Linked DNA regions of Gossypium hirsutum: region 1 is linked to region 2. A link is a contact called in public Hi-C data. All regions are on one chromosome and are shown on one strand. Each heading gives the region's core, a stretch centred on a gene start, on an enhancer-like site or on the middle of the called end of the contact. The rest is flanking DNA. Distances are from core to core; before and after follow the strand shown. Region 1 holds the start of LOC107894005. Region 2 holds the start of LOC107894007 (calcium-dependent protein kinase 26).

What was found. A called contact is a pair of places that touch in the nucleus more often than the background predicts.
Region 1: a contact with region 2 is called in a Hi-C map of leaf, with 2.8 times the contacts expected there. The contact joins the promoter of LOC107894005 here to the promoter of LOC107894007 in region 2. A contact is called at or near these places in 3 of 34 Hi-C or Micro-C datasets (leaf and seedling).

The regions. Positions count from the first base shown.
Region 1 is chrA13:14,915,250-14,920,672 of Gossypium_hirsutum_v2.1, reverse strand. LOC107894005 reads left to right here and starts at 2,469. Exons shown (of 4, transcript XM_016819175.2): 1 at 2,469-2,685; 2 at 3,072-3,319; 3 at 3,495-3,708; 4 at 3,816-4,221. The coding sequence starts at 2,527. The coding sequence ends at 3,947.
Region 2 is chrA13:14,670,083-14,675,800 of Gossypium_hirsutum_v2.1, reverse strand. It overlaps LOC107894007 (calcium-dependent protein kinase 26), which reads left to right and starts at 2,716. Exons shown (of 9, transcript XM_016819182.2): 1 at 2,716-3,057; 2 at 3,315-4,009; 3 at 4,164-4,307; 4 at 4,402-4,554; 5 at 4,688-4,803; 6 at 4,989-5,156; 7 at 5,361-5,585. The coding sequence starts at 3,367.

The DNA of each region.
Region 1 (5,423 bases), core at 1,220-3,719, 250 kb before region 2:
CTAATTTTTAATAAATTTTATTTTTTTATATTTTTATTGAAATTTAATAAATTTAATTATTTATTTTTATATTTTTAAAAAAAATTAATAAGATCAGGGGCTTAATTGTTTTTTTTGAAAAATTTTAAAGATCTTTTTGATGCATTTTGAAAGTTTAAGTACCCAATTAATTGGAAAAAAAATAGGGGCTTAATTGCTTTTTTTTTGAAGAAATTTAAATGTCTTTTTTATTTATTTTAAAAATTTAAGTGCTCAATTGAATGAAAAACAGAAGAAGGATGAGCTTAATTGTTTATTATTATTATTATTTAAATTTGATAACTTTTTACACTCTAAAGCCAAACGTAATAAATTAAAACTTTCCTTTCAATCAAAGTCCCTTCGATTTCTCTAATTTCTTAATTCCTTTAGATTAATTTATTTTTTGTCAATTTTAAAAGTGAGCAATTAAGTAAAATTAATCATGATACTAATGTCTTTCACCAATTGCACATAATTTTGATTAGTATGATAATAAATCTAGTATTTAATATTTATATATTTTGTCATTTTGGCCTTAATTCTAAAAATTTTAACAAATTCAACCTCAACATTTACATAAATGTTGTGGGATAAATTTGTTAAATTAAGACCAAATTGACATAATGTGTAAATTTTGAGGACTAAATTTATTATATCAATCAAAACCAAGTACAATTAATGAAAAATATTAATGTCGTGATTAATTATCTTTAGTTGCTCACTTTTTTGGTAGAGATTAAATTACTCTGTTTTTTCTGAATGAACCAATTTGTTTCAATTTCGAAATTGAAAAAAACCAGAGAAGTCTTTTTACCATTAATGCATCATGTATATTTATTTCTTTCTACAAAACATATCTTCCCCGTTGCTTAATATATTTTCCATCCATACATTTCATTTGAGGCTTAAATCTTAATACTAAATCCGCCTTAAATTTCGTAACTTTTCTCAACTTGAGCTGGAGTTTTTTTATCACATTGGCTCTTAAGGTTGACATTTGTTACACAAATTAATCTCTATGATTAACACTTAATTTTTAAACAATTGGGTGAAATGGCTAAATTAATTAATCTCTATGATTAACACTTAATTTTTAAACAATTGGGTGAAATGGCTAAATTAAGATATAATACCTAGACAAATAGGGGAATATCACATGTTTTCGTCTTTAATTATTCTAAAAAAAAAACTTAAAATTTCAAATACATATTCAAAAAATTAAACAAATTTAAAAAATATATACGAAAGTATACCAAATTATGGTATATTTTTAAAAATTTTGATATTAACTTATAACTGAGTGAATTGATAAATATTTTTTCCGAAGCGAAGAGCATACTCATATTTAGATAGTAAATGTACATTTCAAAAGACTTCAATCGGTACATGTAAAAAATAGGCCAATTTAGCAGCTTTTTGTTCAATTTCGCGCGAAGTCAAATTCTCATCAGTATGAGTCAAGGGAACGGTCCACTGGCCTCTAATTTCCATATAAAGGACACGACGAGCGTAAATACCCTCTTTAACTTCTATCCTGATGGACTGAATAACTTTCATAAGGAATCGTAGAAAGATGCGACAATTTTGTTCTAGGAAAACCCCAACGAAAAATATATAGTATTCCCTCTTTTCTATCGAATCAATCATAACCACTGCCTACATTCCAAAAAATCGTGCACCACAAATAGGAACTAATAAAGAGGCCTACGATCCTATAGAAAGACATCACGATTCCTTGTGGAAAAAAAACTATTTGCTGAGATGGAAATAAAGATATCAAATTCCTACTAAGATAACTAGAAGTTTCAACAAATAAAAACCTTAATGAACCAAGAAAAAGAATAAAGGCCTAGCAAAAATTACTTGTTTTTCGAGATCCCACTATAAATTCTATCCATATAGATTATGATCGCCAACTTATACATACTAGATCTAGTTGCATTTTATTGAAATTGAGAGAATAACAAAAAAAAATTGACTTTACTTTTTTTGTTTCTGAAGTAACTCTCATCAACTAGTACTATTTTGATATGAACTTTTAGAAGGAATTTATCAAATTACTTTGATCTAAAATTATCCTCTTTATATTATCTCCTATATGGATCTACTAGATATATAGACTTTAATTTCATACATCCGTTTGGTATCGATCCACTTGCTATAATTCATTTAACCCTATACCATGTTTACATATGCATAAGAGGGACTTTTTCATTTATGTTTGGTTAGAGAAGCCAGATGTTATACAATATTCTACTAAATAAGTATCCATGACATCTAAGTCTTAAAAAAAATAAAAATAAAAGGGGTAAGATTTGATCTTTGACCCATCGAATCTAAAAAACCTTGGTTTTTTGAACATGTGTTTAGTTAGAAATATCTCTTATAAGATTGGGCCATGTGATGGCGGACTAAATATAGGATTATCGATTGGGCAAGATCCAAATAGTATTATTTTATTGGGTATTACATTAGAAAACATGGTCAAGAACAGTTTCTGCTTCAATGGCGGAGGCAGGAACAAGGAAGAGAAAAATGGTGGACAGAAGCAGAACCATAACATCAGCTGATAACAAGAAAGCAACAGCAGTGGCAAAGTGGCCTTCTCTTAAATCCAAACCCGATCTCCACATTACCCGCCTTCAAGACAATGATCTCTTCACCGTACGTTTCTCTTGAATTTCGCTTTCTTTTTTTTTCTTTAAAAATAAAATTATCTCCTTTTTTCTAGTGCCTTATATAGGTAGTGAAATTCTAGGACTATTCTAAAAACAACCCTTTAATATTACCTTTCCATCAGCTCTAGTGTTACCCAGAAACATTATAAAAGTTGTAGTACTTTGCCTAATTGGGTATTGTTCTAATTGTGCAATTAGTCATAATATTACAAACTTTTGTAATTGGTTAATGTGGAAATTACACTTGCTAACAGTATGATTTGTATGTTTATAAAGCATTAAAGTTTTTTCTCTTGAATTCAGGTTCATATAAGTTACTCTCCAATGGATAATGATCTTGTTGAAATTCGTGGATGGTATTGATTCTTTCAGGTGCAGAATTTCTTCACATCTGCAGAGTCAAAGGCATTTATTAAGACTGCTGAGTTAATTGGTTTTGAGCACCAAGGAAGTCTTGGTCCAACTAAAGGTGAAGCATACCGAGACAATGATCGGTTATCTGTTTATGATCCTAAACTTGCTGATACTATATGGCAGTCTGGACTTAGCCTATTATTCTCTGATATTAAGATTAGGGGGAAGGTTGCGGTTGGGTTGAATCCCAATATTAGATTTTACAGGTACCTTTATTTTCCCCCCATTAAACCCATGTTTACTTTTATCTGAGTAAATGTAACTTTGGTTGGACTATAAAAGGTTATGATGTGTGTATTGAAGGCTGAATAATATGCTTTGTAGTGTATATTGAAGCCTGAACTTTGATTTTCACTTTATTCAATTAATATTCTACTTCAGGTATAAGGTTGGCCAGCGCTTTGGACGGCATTTTGATGGAAGTGTTGATCTTGGAGAGGAAAAGCGCACCCATTATACTTTATTAATATATTTAATCGGTGGTCCCGAAACGGAAGGCAAAAGTGACTTGAGCAACCTGAAGGATTCTGCATCAGAGCCTCTAGTTGGAGGAGAAACTGTCTTCTATGATTCATGGAACGAAATTGTAGCAGAGGCAAATTTCTTCCCTTTCATGTTACTTTTGTCTTTTTGAGTTCCTATTGGATTAGGTATATGGCTCGGTATGGGATACCCTTTATTTATGTAATATTAACTCTGTAGGTTGCTCCCGCTGAAGGAATGGCTCTCCTACACATTCATGGTGACAAATGTATGCTGCATGAAGCTCGAAATGTCTCCAAGGGTATCAAGTATGTTTTCAGATCAGATGTAGTTTTTGCTTGTGGGCTGTAGTTTTCAAATTGAGAAGGTTCGTGAGTTTTCCTCTAAAATTATACAGCAGCCGTAGCAATGCCTAACTGATACATGTATGATCAATATTGTTAAGGTGTGCACCTAGGCTGTAGTGCTAGAAAACAAAAGCACCACCCTTCCAGATGAGGTACATTTGGTCATGTGTATGCATGGTGCACCAAGGGGCACTTTTTCTAAGAAAAAAAGGCCCATTTGGTTGAAGTTATCTTTAATATATATTTCATGCTATATATATATTTCATAGTTTACCTTCTCTGCAGTTTTGACAATATTGTGTTACCAAAAGTGAGGGAGCATTCTTGCTTTATCACTTTCCCTTGCTTCGAGGATTAAATCTTCTTGGTTCTTTCTGGACTTGCATTTAAAGTTTGATTGCATCTTGTTCTGATTGAAATGCATCCTGGTATGGCAATGCCTGCCACCTTTTGAAACTGGATGACTCTTCCAACAAGCAAAGTGGACATCATTCATAACTACTTAGGGCAAGTTTAGGAATGCTTTTCAAAAGTTCTTTGGGACAAAAACATTCCTAAACAAACTGCTTTTTGAGAGAAAAAGTGCTTCTCCTAAGCCAAAATTAGCCCAAAAGCATTCTTTCCAGAAACTGATAATTTTAGCTTCTCCCAAAAGTGTTTTATTTTTTTTCTCAGAAGTACTTTTGAGAAGAATTCCTAAACTAGGCCTTAATCTTATATTGTTGAAATGATCAGGCTTAAAGCATATTTGAAATTCATTCTTCATGCCAATATTGCTGATGGGGGTTTGCTCTCACCTGTATTTGAAATTTATAGCTTGACAGACTAGTGACAAATTCACGACAAAAGCAACATTTAGAACTCAACTATTTACGGTGACAGACTTTAGTGACGGACTTCTGATGAAAATATCACCATTACCATCACAAAATTTTGATATTATTTCTCGTGATACTCTGTAACAGAAATTTTTGTTGCAAATAGTGTCGGCATTTTGCGACGGGATTGTGACAGTTTAATCGATTTAACTAATTTTTAAGAAATAACTTTATAAATCAAAAGTTACTAACTAAATATTCAAAAATAATTAGTCAATCAAGTCACGGGGAAAAGATTTGTGTTACTTTCAACTTCTTTGTTAAAACTAAGATTGAGAGTTAAAAGGATGGCAATTGAGATTGTGGATTCAAATACGCATGGATATTGAACTCATTTTTTCTTCTAGATTTTTGTGGATTCAAATAATATTTAAATTCTAGTTTTGGATTTATTATCCATTTGTTTTGGGATTTTTGTAGATTTTGATATTTTTGAAATGATTGGAAACTTTGGTTTTTTTTTCCGAATATCTGATGGTTAAAAGTATTTAATTTGGATTTGGGTTTGGATTTGGATAGTAATATTCATATAATTTTTGAATAATAAATAGATATAAATTTTTAGATAAATTTATAAATTTAAATTTGAATAATTTAAAAAA
Region 2 (5,718 bases), core at 1,467-3,966:
ATTGGTATTTTGTGTACAAATGGTTGATTGAGATATGGCATGCATGTTAAATTTTAGGCACAAAGTTTCCTTTATGTGTTTGACCATTTAGATAGATTTTGGAAGTTTAAATTGGCATGTTTAAAGTGGCCAATTAAGGTGCCTATTAGTATCATGGTTGTGTGTGATCTTATAAGATGTTATAAGCTTGTTATTGATTGGTTTGGAATGTCTAAATATGCCATGTTTATATGCACATTGAGGTATTTAGGTTGGTACCAAGTTGGGTGAGAAATATGGCTTGAAAAATAGCCTATTTTCATCCACACGGGCAGAGACACGGGCGTGTGTCTCAGCCATGTATGACACACGGCTTAGCACACGGGTGTGTATCTTGGCTGTGTGACCCCTGCACCTAATTAATGCAAATTCAATTGTTCACATGGCCTAGCACACGGGCGCGTGGCTTGGCCATGTGACCCAAGTCAGAGAGTTACATGGGTATGGGCACGGGCTGGAACACAGTCGTGTGCCTCACATCAAATGCCCACATAGCCTGAGACACGGGTGTATAACTTGGCCATGTGAGCCACACAGCCTGGCCACACGGGCTTGTGTCCCCTGCATTTAGAAGGAATTTTGTGATTTCTCGAAAAATTCTCCGAGCTTCTGGTTTAGTCCCGACTTGATTCTAATCTTTATTTTGGGCCTCGATGACTCATTTAAGGGACTTTATGATTGATTATGAATGGTTTTTTATTTGAATGTGAGATGAACATAAAATGTCTGTTTGTTCGATTATAAGTCCAATAATGCTCCATAACTCTATTCCGGAGTTTGATACGGGTTAAGGGTGTTACAGTTGCATTCGTAGTTAAATTAGATTAGTAAATTTAGATTAAAAACAATCGCTTCAATTTATCGATTAAATAATAGAAAAATGGTAATTACTAGTACTTTTAGTCCTTGTGGATACGATATTCCCTACTCACCATATCTATACTATTGTTCAATAGGTGCGCTTGCCTTTGTCGTAATTATAGTTAGTTTAGTGACCATCAACTACCATTTCTGAATGGGCTGATCTACGAAAATTGAACTAACTCTAATACCACTTGTTGGGGATCGACTCGATTAAGTAACAAATAAGTAAAATTAGTAGAAGAAATTGAGAAATTGAATACACAAATTTAACATGGAAAAACCCGTCCAAAGAGGAAAAAAAAACCCACAGGCAAAGATAATTTTACTATAATTGAAAAAGAACGAAGAGTACAAAAGATGGAGATAAAAACTAAACCCCGAAACCTGAAAAATGAATAAACCTTCAAAACGTAAACACAAAATTCTTCAAAAGTATTATGAGTTGTAATATTTAATAGGTGTTTTTTCTAAGGTTGTAAAATAGCATATTTATATATTAAATTCGTAGGTCAAATAATAAATGCTAAATATATTATATTAATAAATACTAAATCTTCTAAAAATAAAAAATATATTTTGTTTAACTTGACTTGCAAATAATCTCTTATTTTATCTAACAGAAATTTGAGTCACACAATTCTAACAATATCAAATATTGATCTTTTATCATATTTATAAATTTTGTTTGTGAATTAACTCAAATAATATTCTCAGTTAAAAAAATGGTCAATCTCATAAAGTAAAACACAATCTGCCTTAGCCCTTAGATGTGGAATAAGATGTGCCAACATCTACACCCGCACTGCCTAAAACATCACGGCTTGTGAATCAACAGAACCAAAAGACGGAGCCACAACAACATCGGCGCAAGCGTTGACTGTTGGGTTCGGCTTCACAGGCTGATCGCTCTGAGTGTATCAAAAGCCCAATTTGAACCTAGAATTCAAGCTCAATATTGGGCTAAGGAGCCAAAATGGGCAGTTTTTAAGGGTTTTTTTATACTTTTTAATTTTTATCTTTATAACTTTTTTTTAATAATTTTTCTTGTTTATATTTTTCTTTTTTAAGCTTTTTTAAAATATTCATATAATAGCATTATTGTGACATCACCATCTCTCACTTAGCAAAAAGATAGTAGATGAAAACCTCAACCAGTCTTTTTTACGTAAAAAAGAACATAAAGCTAGATCAGGAAAAAAAAGACTAAATTGAGAAAATGGTATGTTTTAAGGACTAAAAGATGTATTAAGCGTTTTGTTTTTCATAATTGGGCAAAACATGTCGTAGACCTGCCTGATGTTTTACTCCCTTGAATATCACACGGACCAATCTGAGAGAGGTCAAACCTTGAATCCGCCAGGTGTTCTATTATCTTCTAAAAACGGTATCCAGTTCAAGTCTTTGTTTAGGGGTTTCATCTATTTCCAACTCAAATTTGCTTGAGGCTTAATGTTATTACTTGATATTAAGAAATATTAAGGAAAACAAATATTTTTAAATTCACTTAAAGTCAAAATTTTGAGTTAACAATACCAAACAGTTTCAATTATCATCTAAATTTTAAATTAGTTCCAAATTTTGAAATAATATTATTTTATAGATGTAGAATATTTTTAAAATATTTAAATTAAATTGTAAATATATATACATGTGGATATATAAAAGACAAACATAGGAAAAAACTTTTTAAGGTTTATAGAATAACTATACGTATTTTTACAATTTAACTCATGAGTTCCGTTGAGATTTAACACAAATTTTTAGAATTTTTAATGCTATTAATCCAAAATATTTGTAGCAGAAAAAAAAAAAGAGGAAACCAAATGCTGGTTACTTTCATTACACAAGATTTTAATCCATGGATGTTTGTAAGAAGAAGAAAAAAAGTTATTTTTCAAAACAAAGAGGGAGGAAAAAGGGGAAGAAATAGTTAGCTTATGAAGCACTTCATATTCTTATTCTATGTATCTAAGCAGTAAGCAACAGCAAAAAAAAATAAATTAAAAAAAAAGAGCAAAATGTACAGAAAAAAAAAAAGAACCCACTAACATGGATGAGTTTAGGATTTAAATATATTCATCCACTTTAGCAATTTCCTTGTTAGACTCTCTCCTATTTCATTTTGCCTTTCTTCATTTTTTTAATTTGAAACTGGTACTTTGATCTTCCTCTATTTTTATTGTTATCTTGATACTATTATGCATGTTTTCATATGAAAATTTTATTCGTTTTTGGTGGATTTTTGGGCTTGGCTTAGTTTCTTTGATATTTATGGCTTTGATATTGTTTATGTATGTTTACATCTTTGATAGCTATGGTTTTTTTTCTTTCTTATCTGATATGGGATTCTTTTGATGCTTAGGTTTTTGGTTTCTGCATGGAAATTTACATTATTATTTTCTTTTTTTCAGTGTAATATTTGAGATATAACTGGATGAGGAAAATACTACTGTGATTGTTTTCATGGGAAATACATGCCTTAGATCTTTCAAGGGTAATAATCATTTTCAGGGCTACAATACCACCACTGGTACCAATTTGGCTCCATCCATCAGCCCCAGAGCTAACACCATGAGAAGAGCCTTTGATCACCAAGCTCATTTTGTTTTAGGCCGTAAGACCCCTAATATCCATGAGCTTTACACTTTTGGCCGCAAATTAGGACAAGGACAGTTTGGGATTACTTACTTATGTACCGATATTTCGACCGGGATTGAATATGCTTGTAAGTCAATATCGAAAAGGAAGTTGATTCGCAAGGAGGATGTGGAGGATGTTAGGAGGGAGATTCAGATTATGCATCATTTGGCTGGTCATAAGAATATCGTGTCGATTAAAGGCGCTTATGAGGATACTTTATATGTGTATATCGTAATGGAGTTTTGCTCCGGAGGCGAACTGTTCGATAGAATTATCCAGAGAGGGCATTACAGTGAGAGGAAGGCAGCTGAGTTGACTAAGATTATTGTTGGTGTTATTGAGGTTTGCCATTCACTCGGGGTTATGCATAGAGACTTGAAGCCTGAGAATTTCTTGTTGGTTAACAAGGATGATGATTTCTCACTCAAGGCAATTGATTTTGGACTCTCGGCCTTCTTTAAACCTGGTATCGAATGTTCTTAACTTTTACTGAATTTGAAGCAACTTAAGTAGCTGGAGCATACACCAAGTAGTAAAAGAGATAACATTTAGTTTGTAATAAAACCAATGTCATTTCGAAATTCAAGCTGTTTAACTTAACGTGTGCTTTACTCCTTCAGGGGAAATCTTTAGTGATGTTGTTGGAAGCCCGTATTATGTCGCTCCTGAAGTACTCCTCAAACATTATGGACCTGAAGCAGACATATGGTCTGCAGGAGTTATACTCTATATATTGCTATGTGGCTTGCCACCGTTTTGGGCAGGTAATTTTTATATTTCGACTCTGCATGGGGATCACTTTTCAAGTAGTTATATGTCTAATATACTTACGGACCTACCACTCTGTATGTACTTCAGAAACAATACAAGGAATCTTCGCTGCTGTGCTAAAAGGACATATTGACTTCAGCTCTTACCCATGGCCCCTAATATCCGATAGCGCAAAGGATCTAATCCGGAAGATGTTGTGCATTCACCCTTCAGAACGGTTGACAGCTCATGAAGTATTATGTATGTCATGCATAGTAGCTCTCTATTATTATCTGTTTGATGGTCATGAATGTTCTGAACCTTGATACAAAGCAATAAGTACTATTATTTATTATATTTATGCACCTTCTCCATTTCTTTTTGAATCATTTAGGTCATCCTTGGATTTGTAAAAATGGGGTTGCCCCGGATAAGGCACTGGATCCGGCAATACTTTCTCGCCTCAAGCAATTCTCGGCAATGAATAAATTAAAGAAGATGGCTTTACGGGTAAGATTCTCAAGATTTATGTGTAATATGATGAAGAATCTGTATGTGTGTGTTACGTACTCTATGTTTAGAGTTCTGTCTTAACAACTATGGAATTTCATGATGGCCTTAAGCATGCTCCTTTTATAGTTAATGCAATCAGACTCATTTGTGACAGATAAAGCTCTGCCCTTTTGTGCTATCAGGTAATAGCTGAAAGCCTCTCTGAGGAGGAGATTGCTGGTTTGCGAGAAATATTTACAGCTATGGATACTGGTAAGAGCGGTGCTATCACATTTGATGAACTCAAAGCCGGTTTGCAAAGATATGGTGCCACCTTGAAAGATACAGAGATTCAGGACCTTATGAATGCAGTAAGTTTGTTTATGAAGCAGATATCTAAATAATTGTTTCATTTTTCAAGCTTTTGTTTCATATTGCTTCTTCTTCCTTTGGTCTAAATGCCCGGTTACATGTTTGCTTGAATTTGCGAGAGATGCAGCAGTTGTTTCCCCTCGAAATTCTCTTTTTGCACAATTATGTGGCTGTTATGCTTATAATGTTATTTGTGTGGTCAGGCTGATGTGAGCAATAGCGGGACCATCGATTACGGTGAATTTATAGCTGCAACAATTCACCTTAATAAGCTAGAGCGCAAGGAGCATCTCGTTGCAGCATTCCAGTACTTTGATAAGGATAAAAGTGGCTATATTACAATTGGTGAGCTTAAACAAGCTTGTGCCGAGCTTAACATGAAAAATGTTTTACTTGAGGATATAATCCAAGAAGTCGATCAAGATAACGTAAGTCATTTTGTACCTTGATGTTCGGGTCATTACATTAGTTGATTTCTTATATGGTTGAACATGGTACTGATAACAACAATGTAGAGTTTCCGAGTACGTCACCATCCCGCTGTTTACAGTTCCTAAATTT